Linked DNA regions of Sus scrofa: region 1 is linked to region 2. Evidence: chromatin contacts called from public Hi-C data. All regions are on one chromosome and are shown on one strand. Each heading gives the region's core, a stretch centred on a gene start, on an enhancer-like site or on the middle of the called end of the contact. The rest is flanking DNA. Distances are from core to core; before and after follow the strand shown. Region 1 holds the start of MAGI1 (membrane-associated guanylate kinase, WW and PDZ domain-containing protein 1). Region 2 overlaps MAGI1 (membrane-associated guanylate kinase, WW and PDZ domain-containing protein 1).

Region 1 (5,147 bases), core at 2,186-4,685, 180 kb after region 2:
TATCTAATATGATTAAAACACAGTAAAGAAAACACAGGAAGAGCAATTCTGTAACATAATTTAAATCATAGTCTCATTATGAAAGAGAAAGCTGATGAGATGCTTTTTTGTGACATCCTTTTGTAATGAAGATGTTAGATGGTCTGGCAGTGCCTGTTGTCATCATTACAGGAAATAGTAACTTCCACATCTCGGTGGATTCCAGGCCATTCTAGTGTCCCCATCCACATCTTTATTCTGTCTCATTGCATAAGAACAAGTAGATGTACACACACACACACGTGTAGCATACAGAATAGTTTTAGGTGAAGGGAAATAAGATGGGGAGACACTACAGAACCCAGAAGTGTCTGATTCCAAACACACTCAGTCATCTGACCAATCCTTCCAAAGTTCCCTGGGACAACGCCTCCCGATCTTTGGTAACTAGTGGAAGGAGGCTCAGCCACGTGCAGTAGCTTGCACACTGAGAACAAGTTCCCATCAGACCCATTAGACATCAGCAGACCCCGAACTGGATAGGCAGGTACTCCCGCCTGACCTTCCACCAGCCCTTTCTCCAAAATGCCCCTGCACAGTGACCTGCAGCTGATCCCATCAAATGCATTAACACAGTTATTTTCTCTACAGTCCTATCAAGTCCTAATAATCCAAGTACTGGTATTTGCTTCACAATTCAGGTTCCTGACATTGAAACCTAGATTCAGAAATAAATAACTGCCCCAATTCAGTTTAAACGTAATAATAGCCCATCTTTATTGATCACTTGCTGTGTGCCAGGCACTGTTTTGCACTTAGTAGTTTACCTAATACAAGAAAGCCAGTTTACAGATGAGAACAGTTTACACGTTCTCAGTTTACAGATGAGAACAGTTTACACGTTCTCAGGTGAGGTAAGGTGTTGGACCTCAGGCAAAGCTGGGGAGATGTAGAATGAAGGAAGTACAGTCTCTCCCTTCAAAGAGCTTACCACAGTGTACGGAAATAAGGGGAGGGCCCTAACTCATAATTCAGAGTAAGTAAAAAACCACAAGATACACCTTTAGGGGAGTTCAGAGGAAGAAGGATTTATTCGTCCTGGCAGGATGCTGGAGGGCTTCTTGGAGGTGTCCAAGTAGAAGATGAGGACATAAATAGAAAGAGCTTTCCAGACCGCTCAGTCACTCAGCTCCCAAAGCTACCAACTCTTCTCTTAGTTCCCTTGCTCCATTTCACCTGGAACAGGCCTGCTTCCAAGATAGGATCAGCTCAGCCCAGCCCTCCTTTCCTCTGACACATTCCTCCAGCTGCTGCTTGCCCTTCCAGGCCTACAGGCACATATGGGAACTTTTCACCAAGGCTCACTCTGGTGCTTTCATGGGGGAGAAGCTGCATCATCGGTAAAAGGGACCCCTTTAAGGGAATCCAGTCCTTCTGCACCGGATTATATCAGACAGTCCCTAGCCTGCACCAAGCTAAGTCGTAAGGGACTCCCACCACCAGCAGCCATCAGAAAGGTCATCACTCCTCTCCAGGCTTCCGAGAGAGATGAATTTGCTCCTCCTCCCTCCTCTCAAACACATTCCCTGGGTCATCCCCCAACCTCTTCCTCATCAGGGCTTAAAGCTCTGCAGCAAGGGCTCAAACCCTCACTCCTTTGTGACCTTGGGCAAGTAACTGAACCAACTCCAGCCCCAGCTTCCTTATAATATGGGGTTTATGAGAACAACTCGCTCTCAGAATTGTTGTGAATCAGAATAAGGCAGTGCAAGGAAAGCACTGTACAAAGAGACTGGAACGAAAGAGCAACTATCAACATCATCACAGGGATGATGTTGGTGGCAGTATAAACTTGGGCTTGACTGGCGCTGAAATACCCCCTCCACTCTCTTCCCCCACCGCCACCCACAAGCCTGCGGCCCGGCAGCACGGAGGAGACACATGCGTCATCCAGCTGTGGAGTGAATGCAGGATCTTCCGGCAGCGGGCTTTGGGACCTAGGCAGTGATGCCTCAACCCACCTGGGCTGCTGCGGGGTGAAGGTTATTTTCTGATGGGGGACGTCCAATAAGCAAAGACCCTTCCCTCCTTCGTACCCATTCTCCAGGTGGAAACAGACAAGCGGCCAAAGAACGCAGCAGCTGCGCCAGCGGTAACGACCCCCCAGGGAGCCAGAAGAACGTCCCCTAGCCCCGGCTTCAGTTCCCCAACTCTCCTCCAGATGCGGGAGAAGCTGCGCCGCACTTGGTGGCTGAGATAACAGGTTGGCAAACCCGACCTGCGAAAAAAATCTCCGCGCTTCCCCGCGCAAACCTAAGCCCCTCTTCCCTACTCAGGTGGGCAAACAACCTACAATCTCTCAACAACTTTGTGTATTTCACCAACTCAAGGCGCTTGGCCTCAACTTCCCCTCTAAGCCGGGTTTGCCGGAGAAAAGCGGGAAATTGGGGATGGGGGGAGGGAGTCTCCACAGGCCGCTCCCCTTTTCTGGGGGCGCCTTCCGGAGGCGCGTCCCGTCTTACCTTGTCTGACGGCTTTGAAGGTGACCGCCTCCTTGAAGCTGTCGATGACTCCCAGTACGTCATAGCGGGGCAAGCCGGACACCCGGATCCCCTGGACCTCCAGAAGCAGCTCCCCCTCGCCCAGCCGCGGGCCCTCGCCGCCGCCAGGAAGCCCCGACGCCTCGGCCGCCGCCACCGCTCCGACATAAGGAAACTCTCCATTCTCCGCGCCCCCCAGCACGGTCACCCCCAGCTCGCCCTGGGGTCCCCGCTTCACGGTGCATTCGTGAACCTTGCTAGTCCAGTGATTCTTCTTCTGGATCACTTTTGACATGATGAGTTACACCCCTCTTCCCCCCCACAAAAAAAATAATAAGTGAGAGACAGGTGTCCCTCCGCAGCACAAGCCCCCCCCCCAGGCCCTCGCTGGTTCATGGGAGAGACATCTCCCCCCAAAAAACGCAACGGGAGAGAGAAACTTGGCAGCCTCGCTCGCCGCACACACTCGCGCACTCAAGCCATCATAAAACAAACTTTCTGGGCTTCCCCGCGAGCCCTGCACAGGCGCCCGCGAGCTTTGTTTGCATTCCGGTGCTTCTCCGTCCACGTTCCGGCGCCTGACCGTGCTCTCCCGGACCAGAGTCCACTCTGCGCCGCTTGGGTTATTTTTTTTCCTTCCTTCCTTTCTTTCTCGCCTCTTAGAAATGCGGTGTCTCCTCTTTGCCGCCCGCCTGGCTCGCCTTTTCTCGTTGGCGGGTTGTTCCTGAGCGTGAGGGAAGCCCTTCCAGCCAGTTGCTGGGAGCCCAGGAGACGCGGTAGCGAAGCGGGGGTTGGGGGACAGGGGGGAAGTGCCAGCGGCCCCTTTAAGCAGATACAAAGGCTCTGCTTGTTTTGTTACAGTTCATTCTATTCCGCGCCGCCGAGCGCAGCGGCCGGCGAAAGGAGACGCGCGCGCATGCGCACCGCGGCCTCCAGCCAGCCGGCCCGCCCCACCCCGCCTTCCCGAAGGGAGAGATTCCAAAGTGCTTCCCGTTGGGTCCTAAAACCGATCCGCCAGGAGCAAGCAATTTACCCTCCTTACCACACACCTCTGATTCCTCCTTTTCTTTCAGTTCCCTGGGCTCAGCAATTTCTTTCGGGAGTTTGGGGGAAGCGCACGTGTATTACTCCAACTGTTTGAAACTTTTGAAAACATAGGCCAGTTTGGTTTTGGCATTTTAAAATCATTTAAAACAGGTGGGGGTTGGGTAGGCTCACCACTCGCGCTCACACTCACGCACACAAGCACGCGCTCACGACGGCCTAAGCCTCACCACCGCCTTCAGCCAGTGGCTGGCCACGCTGTTGGTCACCCAGCCCCGGGCGCCTGCCTTGCAACCCCCACCCCGACCCCCGCCACATTTCAATCTAAAACCCTGAACCAAACCCAAAGGCGTGCGTCGGCCCCCCCCCTTCTCCCCGCCTGCACTGCGCCCTTGGGTTTGGGTCGTGGAACTAGACTTGCCCCTGTCTCTGCGACCCTGGGGAAGGGGACTCTTGGATTCCCCAACTGGGATCCCTATGAGCGTCACACGCTCACACACACACACACACCACACACACGCACTCAAACTTTGAGACCAACTTTTTTGGACGTGGGAAAACTAGACCAGGGAAAGAAGCCAAAGGCAAGAGGGGATTCGGGTCTTCAAGTGAAAAGAGGTCTAACTTTTTAACTCCCTTGTGGGCAGAGATTTCTGGAGCCAGGCATTGGTCCCAGGATCAAATTCCCGACTGAGCTGGGCAGCCTTCGGACCCGCCCGGGGCTAGGAGATAAGAATCACCCCCAGATCTGGGATCTGCACCCGCGTCCTGGAGCCCGCGGGAGCGGGGGCGCGGCAGACACCTATTGGAATTCTCAGCCCCGGGCTTGGGGCTGCCTTCGGCGCCGCCCGGGGGCGTGGGGGTGAGCCAGCTTCAGTTCCTGCCAGGTTTGGGAATGTGCTTCAGGGCTGCGGACTGAAAGAATAGCCTGCACCATCAAGGCTGCCCTCCCTAAATACTCCCCAATCGGCCTGAGCGATAGTCTCCCAAGCATTTTCTTTTCTTCTGTGATTTATAACTTGTTTATTCATCTTTGGTCCCAGGAAAGATTGCAAGTGCTAAATAAGGAAGGGGAGTGTAAGGGACTCAGAAAGGAGGGAGTGCCACAGCGGTCACGGTTGAGAGCCTTTCTCTGGGGTTTAGATCCCCACCAGTCCAGTCTCTGTGACCTTGATCAAGCACGGGGACCCCTCAGTGCCTTAGTTTCTCCCTTATTAAGTACATATAGCAATACCTCACTAGGTTCTTGGGTGTATTATGAGGGAGAAGAGCTTGCATACGATAAAAATTTGGTGTAGTAGTAGTATAGTATTTGGAAAGAAAATTAGGAATCATTTGGGATTTCAAATTAGATGATACCAATAATCCCTCCTCGCCTTTACGAAACTTAAAATATACAGGCATACATGGAAACACTTTAAAGCTCTGATTGTAGGGTGCTATTCTCAGCTAATAAAAATAAGAGAGGAATGTTGATGCTTCTCTCTTGGGATATCCAGAAATGAAAAATCCCGTTGCTTTGTAGTATTTGTAAAAGAAGGAAGTGACCAATTTTCCATGGCTCTTCTTGGTGAAGAAAATTTC
Region 2 (5,095 bases), core at 2,003-4,502:
CCAAAAGAATTTTCTGCAGTGATGGAAATATTTTAGATCTGAGCTGTCCTACATGGCAGTCGTACATGGTTACTGACCACCTGAAAGGTGGCTATTGTGTTGGAGGGACTGAGTTTTTTTTTTTAATTTTCAATCATTTGTATTTCTTCTTTCTTTTTTCTTTTTTTGCTTTTTAGGGCCACACCCATGGCATATGGAGGTTCCCAGGCTAGGGGTCAAATCGGAGCTACAGCTGCCAGCCTACACCATAGCCACACATCTGAGCTGCGTCTACGACCTACACCACCACTCACAGCAATGCCGAATCCCAACCCACTGAGTGAGGCCAAGGATGGAACTTGCACCGTCATGGATGCTAGTCAGATTCACTTCCACTGTGCAATGGGAACTCCCCCATTTGTCTTCCAATTTAAACAGCCACTCATGGCTATTGGCTACCACCTTGGGTAGTACAGAAATTGACAGATGCAGCTCTCAGGTCAGGGAGAAGAAAAAGAAAAGCAAGTAGAATTGAAGACCCCAGAGGAACGGAATGCAGGACTTACATCAACACCCTTCTATATAGTCAACTTTCTGTACAGACTAAATATCGCATATGTTCCATGCCTACCTCCTCCTACCCTATAATATGCCCTCTCAGGTGGCAGAAGTTAAAAACAAACGGCAGATGGTGGCAAACACTCAAGGTCCTATTCGATCACGTATCTACCGAAGCACTGAGTCAATGAACTCAGGTGCCCAATCCAATTTAGTCCAAACTGCATGCTGCCTGATGCAGTTTCCTTCTCACACATCCCTGCACACAGAATAACAAGGTCACCTTCACATAGAGTGACAGAAATGCTGCAGCGCTACAGAAAACAAGGAATCGAGGAGAACACACCAAGCTATGCTCCTCTCTATGGTGAAGTATTTCAGATGAATAAGGGAGAATATCAAGTACTAAACCTTCGTCTCAACAGTCCAGTTTCCAGAGGTCAACTTGCCTCTACCATAAGATGCACAGAGCACATTAGTCTCAACCTGATCTGAAAGCTGGAAAGTTCTCCCCATTGTGTTAATGGAAGCAAATTTAGGTCCCTAAGTTAGTTAACCCTAACCCTAAGTTTGCTAGGCAGCAAAGCCAATCTACTGATGCCACTTTGTGGTAAAGGCAAGTACAGTGTTTATTGCAGGCATCAAACAAAGAGAATGGGCAGCTCACGCTCAAAAGAATTGAAGGGTTCTTTTAATGGAAAAGTTTTTAAAGGCAACATCTGGGGTGAGGGTGCAGCTCATGGACTTTGTTCTGATTGGTTTGTGGTGAGGTAACAGGATGATGATTCAGGAATCTTCATCATCAACCTTCTGGTTCCAACCAATCTGAGCTCTATGTGCTGTAATCTGCATGTAGTCACCATCCACCACCTGGGTAGGTGGAGTTCTTAGTTTCTACAGAACAACTCAAAGATACACAACAAATTCTTTAAAACATCCATCCCTTGAGGAGGAACCAGGACTCTGTTTTATTGCTGAACTATTGTTTAAGCTATTATCACTTTCCTTGCTTGACTGTTTTTCCGTGGTTTCTGCATGCCCTTACTTCCCTAATTAGTAACGGCTTGCCTCTGCTCTTTGGAACTCATCTAAGGCCTAGGAAAAACAGTGGACATGAAAGGACCCCACAGAGCCCTGCTGGGGTTCAATCCCCCTTTGTTTGATACTCCTCAATTCCGAGGGGAATAGGGTTTGGGACAAGAGAAGGAATAGGTTTAGATAGAGAGATTAATCCTCAACACAGCAGGGGAACTTGTGGCTCCCCTGTTTCCACTGCGGCCAGCAGCATGGAGGAACAGTACCTTCTCTTCTCTGGGAGTCCTAACATGTGCTCAAGTTCACAGGATGCCTAATGGAAGGGGACCTCCAGTTTCCTGTGGAGCCAGACTTCCTTTTCTCTTAATGGAGTGACATATGAAAAATTGTCAACAAGTCTCCCCAAAATGCAGGAACCACATGAAAATCAATAAAACCTGACTGCCCTGTTCATTTGATGGGAGTCAGCCAGACCAAACGGAGGTAATGGGGCTTAGCGGGGCTCACGGCCACTGCAGGCATGCAAGCAGACCTGGCAGAAAGGCAGTCCTTATTTCTCAATGGGAGTTGGCCTTTGCTCTTAGGGTCAGTTGCTAGAATCATGGTCAGCAGTGCTCACAACAGGAAATAGAGCTGGTCTTTATGAGGAGTGGAAAAACAGTTTCCTGGAGCGAGGAAACACAGGAGGCACAGAATCTGAGACTGAGATTTTAGGAATCATCCAAACCCAAAAAGGAAGCCAAGTAATCTATGGTTTCTGGTGTATCTTCTTTTTCACATTTTTAACAACTCTAAAAATTGATGAAACTGTGTAATTATCACCCGAGGATGGTTTGCAAATCAGAATGCTTTCATATGTATTTTCTAATTTACAAAGGTTGATCTTCGCACAATTCCAACCAGAACAGAGATCTTGGAACCCACTGCAAATGGGAGAAAATGGGAGTCAAGGATCCTGCCAGATCAGAGTCCAGGGCCTCTGACATCCACCAGGGATGTGCTGCAGGGAGCTGATCAGCAAGGCTGTGCGTTATAGCTCTTCTGTCCAGCATTTCACTGAAGGAAAAATCAGAAGGGTAGCAGAATTTACCACCCCAAAATATGCCTCTTTGGAAAAAAGACTATTTTAGGCTGAGCACTTTAAGAAGCAGCAGACATGGGTGAAGCTCTGAAAACGGAGTTAACCTTTTTTAAGAGACATTTTACATGGATAAAGGACATCTCCATTTGTAAGGATTTCTTTCCATGTGTGACAGGAAAAGGAGGATGGCTGGAACTCCAGGAACACTTATCAAGGGAGAATCAGACTTAAAACTGCCTAACAACCATACCCTCATTTACAATGGTCCCAGTTAATTTGACTCCCCTGCCCACACTATGTCCAACATCTTCTTCTGTTTTTAGCTGGAGAAGGTATTTAAGGGATTACTTAGGTTATTTCAGGAAATTTTATTCAGGTTTCCCAGGTCTCTCTCATGTATACAAGAAGCATAGATGCTATTAAACTTCTGTTTGTTTTCTCCCTGTTAATTTGTCATTTATTAATGAGTGTCTCAGCCAAAACCTACAAAGCTGGAAGTAACGTTATTTTCCTTCCACTACAAAGCGGGGGGGGGGGAGGGGGGGCACCTAAAATGCCTTTCTTGAAATCCTAAAAATGCAATGCACTAGGAAGCTGGTTAGGTGGTGCTATAGTCTGCCGGACTAGGGATGGGACAGCCACAGGTGCGTCCTGCTTTACCTGCATTCCATTCTTTGCAAGAGGGACACACTGAAAATATCCCTCAAGCATTTAAAAGGAAATAGGAAGGGAAGGAAGGAGAGAAAAAATAGGCCAAGCTACACCACATTTCTGCTATTAAGTAAAAATTCATAAAAACCTCCTATTTTCAACTGTATTAAATCTAAAGCGGTGATAACAAATATAATATTTTAATAATGGTAAGCTTAAATGTAATCATTACCAAGGAACAAAAATTTGTGACAAATTGAAGCTTCCAAATGACTTCAGAGAGAACTCATTACTCTATGAGTTAACATGATACGAAGGGATATTATAATTTATAGAGCTAACCAGTGTGATTAGCAATAAGAAAGTGCCGTGCCTCACATCAACAACATGAGCGAGTTGTTATGGAGACAATACACCGGTGGGTCTCTGCTGCAGTCAACTAATTTTTAATCTTGAGGATTTGTGACTCTGCTTGGCTGGATCCTGCTATTAATCAACATGAACAGATGATAAACAGGAGTTTCAAAGTTCTAAAAGGAGATCAACGAAATCATTGCTTCTTCCCAGCAGGAACTGAACATTCCTTGACCTCAAATTCCGTTCTTCTCTTTATCTCTTTATGGGATATAACTGTGAATATCTCTTCTGGTAAGAAAAAAGGGGCCATGGAGTAGCATTATGATGCTAAAACTGTCCTCTGTAAACACACCTCAGGCCTGCTCTTGCCACCAAGAAACTCCTCCTGTGTTTGATGACATGGTATATGAAACAACACTGCACTTTTCAGTGTTTACACAAATAATCTCCAACTACACATACATGGAAATCAGAATAAATCAAATCCTATATTCTCAGTGACTTTCTTTCTTTTTTTTTTTAATTTTTATTTTTCTTTTTATAGCCATACCAGTAGCACATGGAAGTTCCAAGGCCAGGAGTCGAGTAAGAGCTGCAGCTGGTGTACACCACAGCCATGGAAACACTGGATCTGAGCACCATCTGCAACCTATGCCACAGTTTGTGGCAATGCCAGGCCCTTAACCCATTGAGCAAGGCCAGGGATCCAACCCGAATCCTCAAGAAAGGACAATATGTCAAGTTCTTAACCCACGGAGCCACAACAGGAACTCCTCATTGACTTTACTTCTATTTCCAAGTTAACTCATCTTCACTCTCAAATGAGCCAACACCAAGTTTCTCTGTCTCTATGACAAATATAAATGGAGTCCTCAAGCGTACAGAGCAAGAAAGAAACTCTTACTCTGGGCAGAAAAGGGCCAGAAGGGACCAATTATTCGTTGAATGCCTGCCACATGCCACTGTTGGGCTATGTGCTTTAAATGCATGATTAGATCTAGTCCTTATCCGGGAAGTACAAACAAGCACACTGACAGAGTCATCTTTATAGATGAATAGAAACACTGGATCAAGGACAAGCCAGAAGCCACACAGCTGGGCAGTGAGAGATGGTCGATCGGGGTCTGAGGGTCTGAATGTCTTCCCCCTCCCTCCCTCCACCCTAACTCAAAACAGAAGTTCTCTCAGGGGCCATAGGGATCTCTGGGTACATTTCTGTTGGGAGCTGTAGGGACTCGCCATGGTGATGGCATTCTCAGGCAGGTGCCACTGGGAAGGTCTCTCTGGAATTATGCTGCAAGGTGCCCTCCACTAAGGCAGCAGGTGCCACCAAAGGGAATCCTCGAGGGGAGAAAAGCAGGACATGTGTACGGCAGGCTCACAGCGAGTAATTTTCCCTCTGGTTCCACTTCCATCAGCTCCTTTCAGAAGGGA

Evidence for each region. A called contact is a pair of places that touch in the nucleus more often than the background predicts.
Region 1: a contact with region 2 is called in a Hi-C map of liver, with 10 times the contacts expected there. The contact joins the promoter of MAGI1 here to the enhancer-like site in region 2. A contact is called at or near these places in 1 of 5 promoter capture datasets (liver), 3 of 47 Hi-C or Micro-C datasets (embryonic fibroblasts, liver and skeletal muscle) and 1 of 2 datasets of contacts at active chromatin or transcription factors (skeletal muscle).

The regions. Positions count from the first base shown.
Region 1 is chr13:47,564,705-47,569,851 of Sscrofa11.1, forward strand. It overlaps MAGI1 (membrane-associated guanylate kinase, WW and PDZ domain-containing protein 1), which reads right to left and starts at 3,436. Exons shown (of 22, transcript XM_021070801.1): 1 at 2,502-3,436. The coding sequence starts at 2,814.
Region 2 is chr13:47,384,534-47,389,628 of Sscrofa11.1, forward strand. All of the region lies in intron 1 of MAGI1 (membrane-associated guanylate kinase, WW and PDZ domain-containing protein 1), which reads right to left. Among named protein-coding and RNA genes, the nearest start is that of MAGI1, 180 kb to the right of the region's middle. Within about 2 kb of position 3,253, at least 3 of the 83 cell types and tissues checked have an H3K27ac peak or open chromatin away from gene starts, as enhancers often do. A contact at or near this core is called in liver, where this site is marked.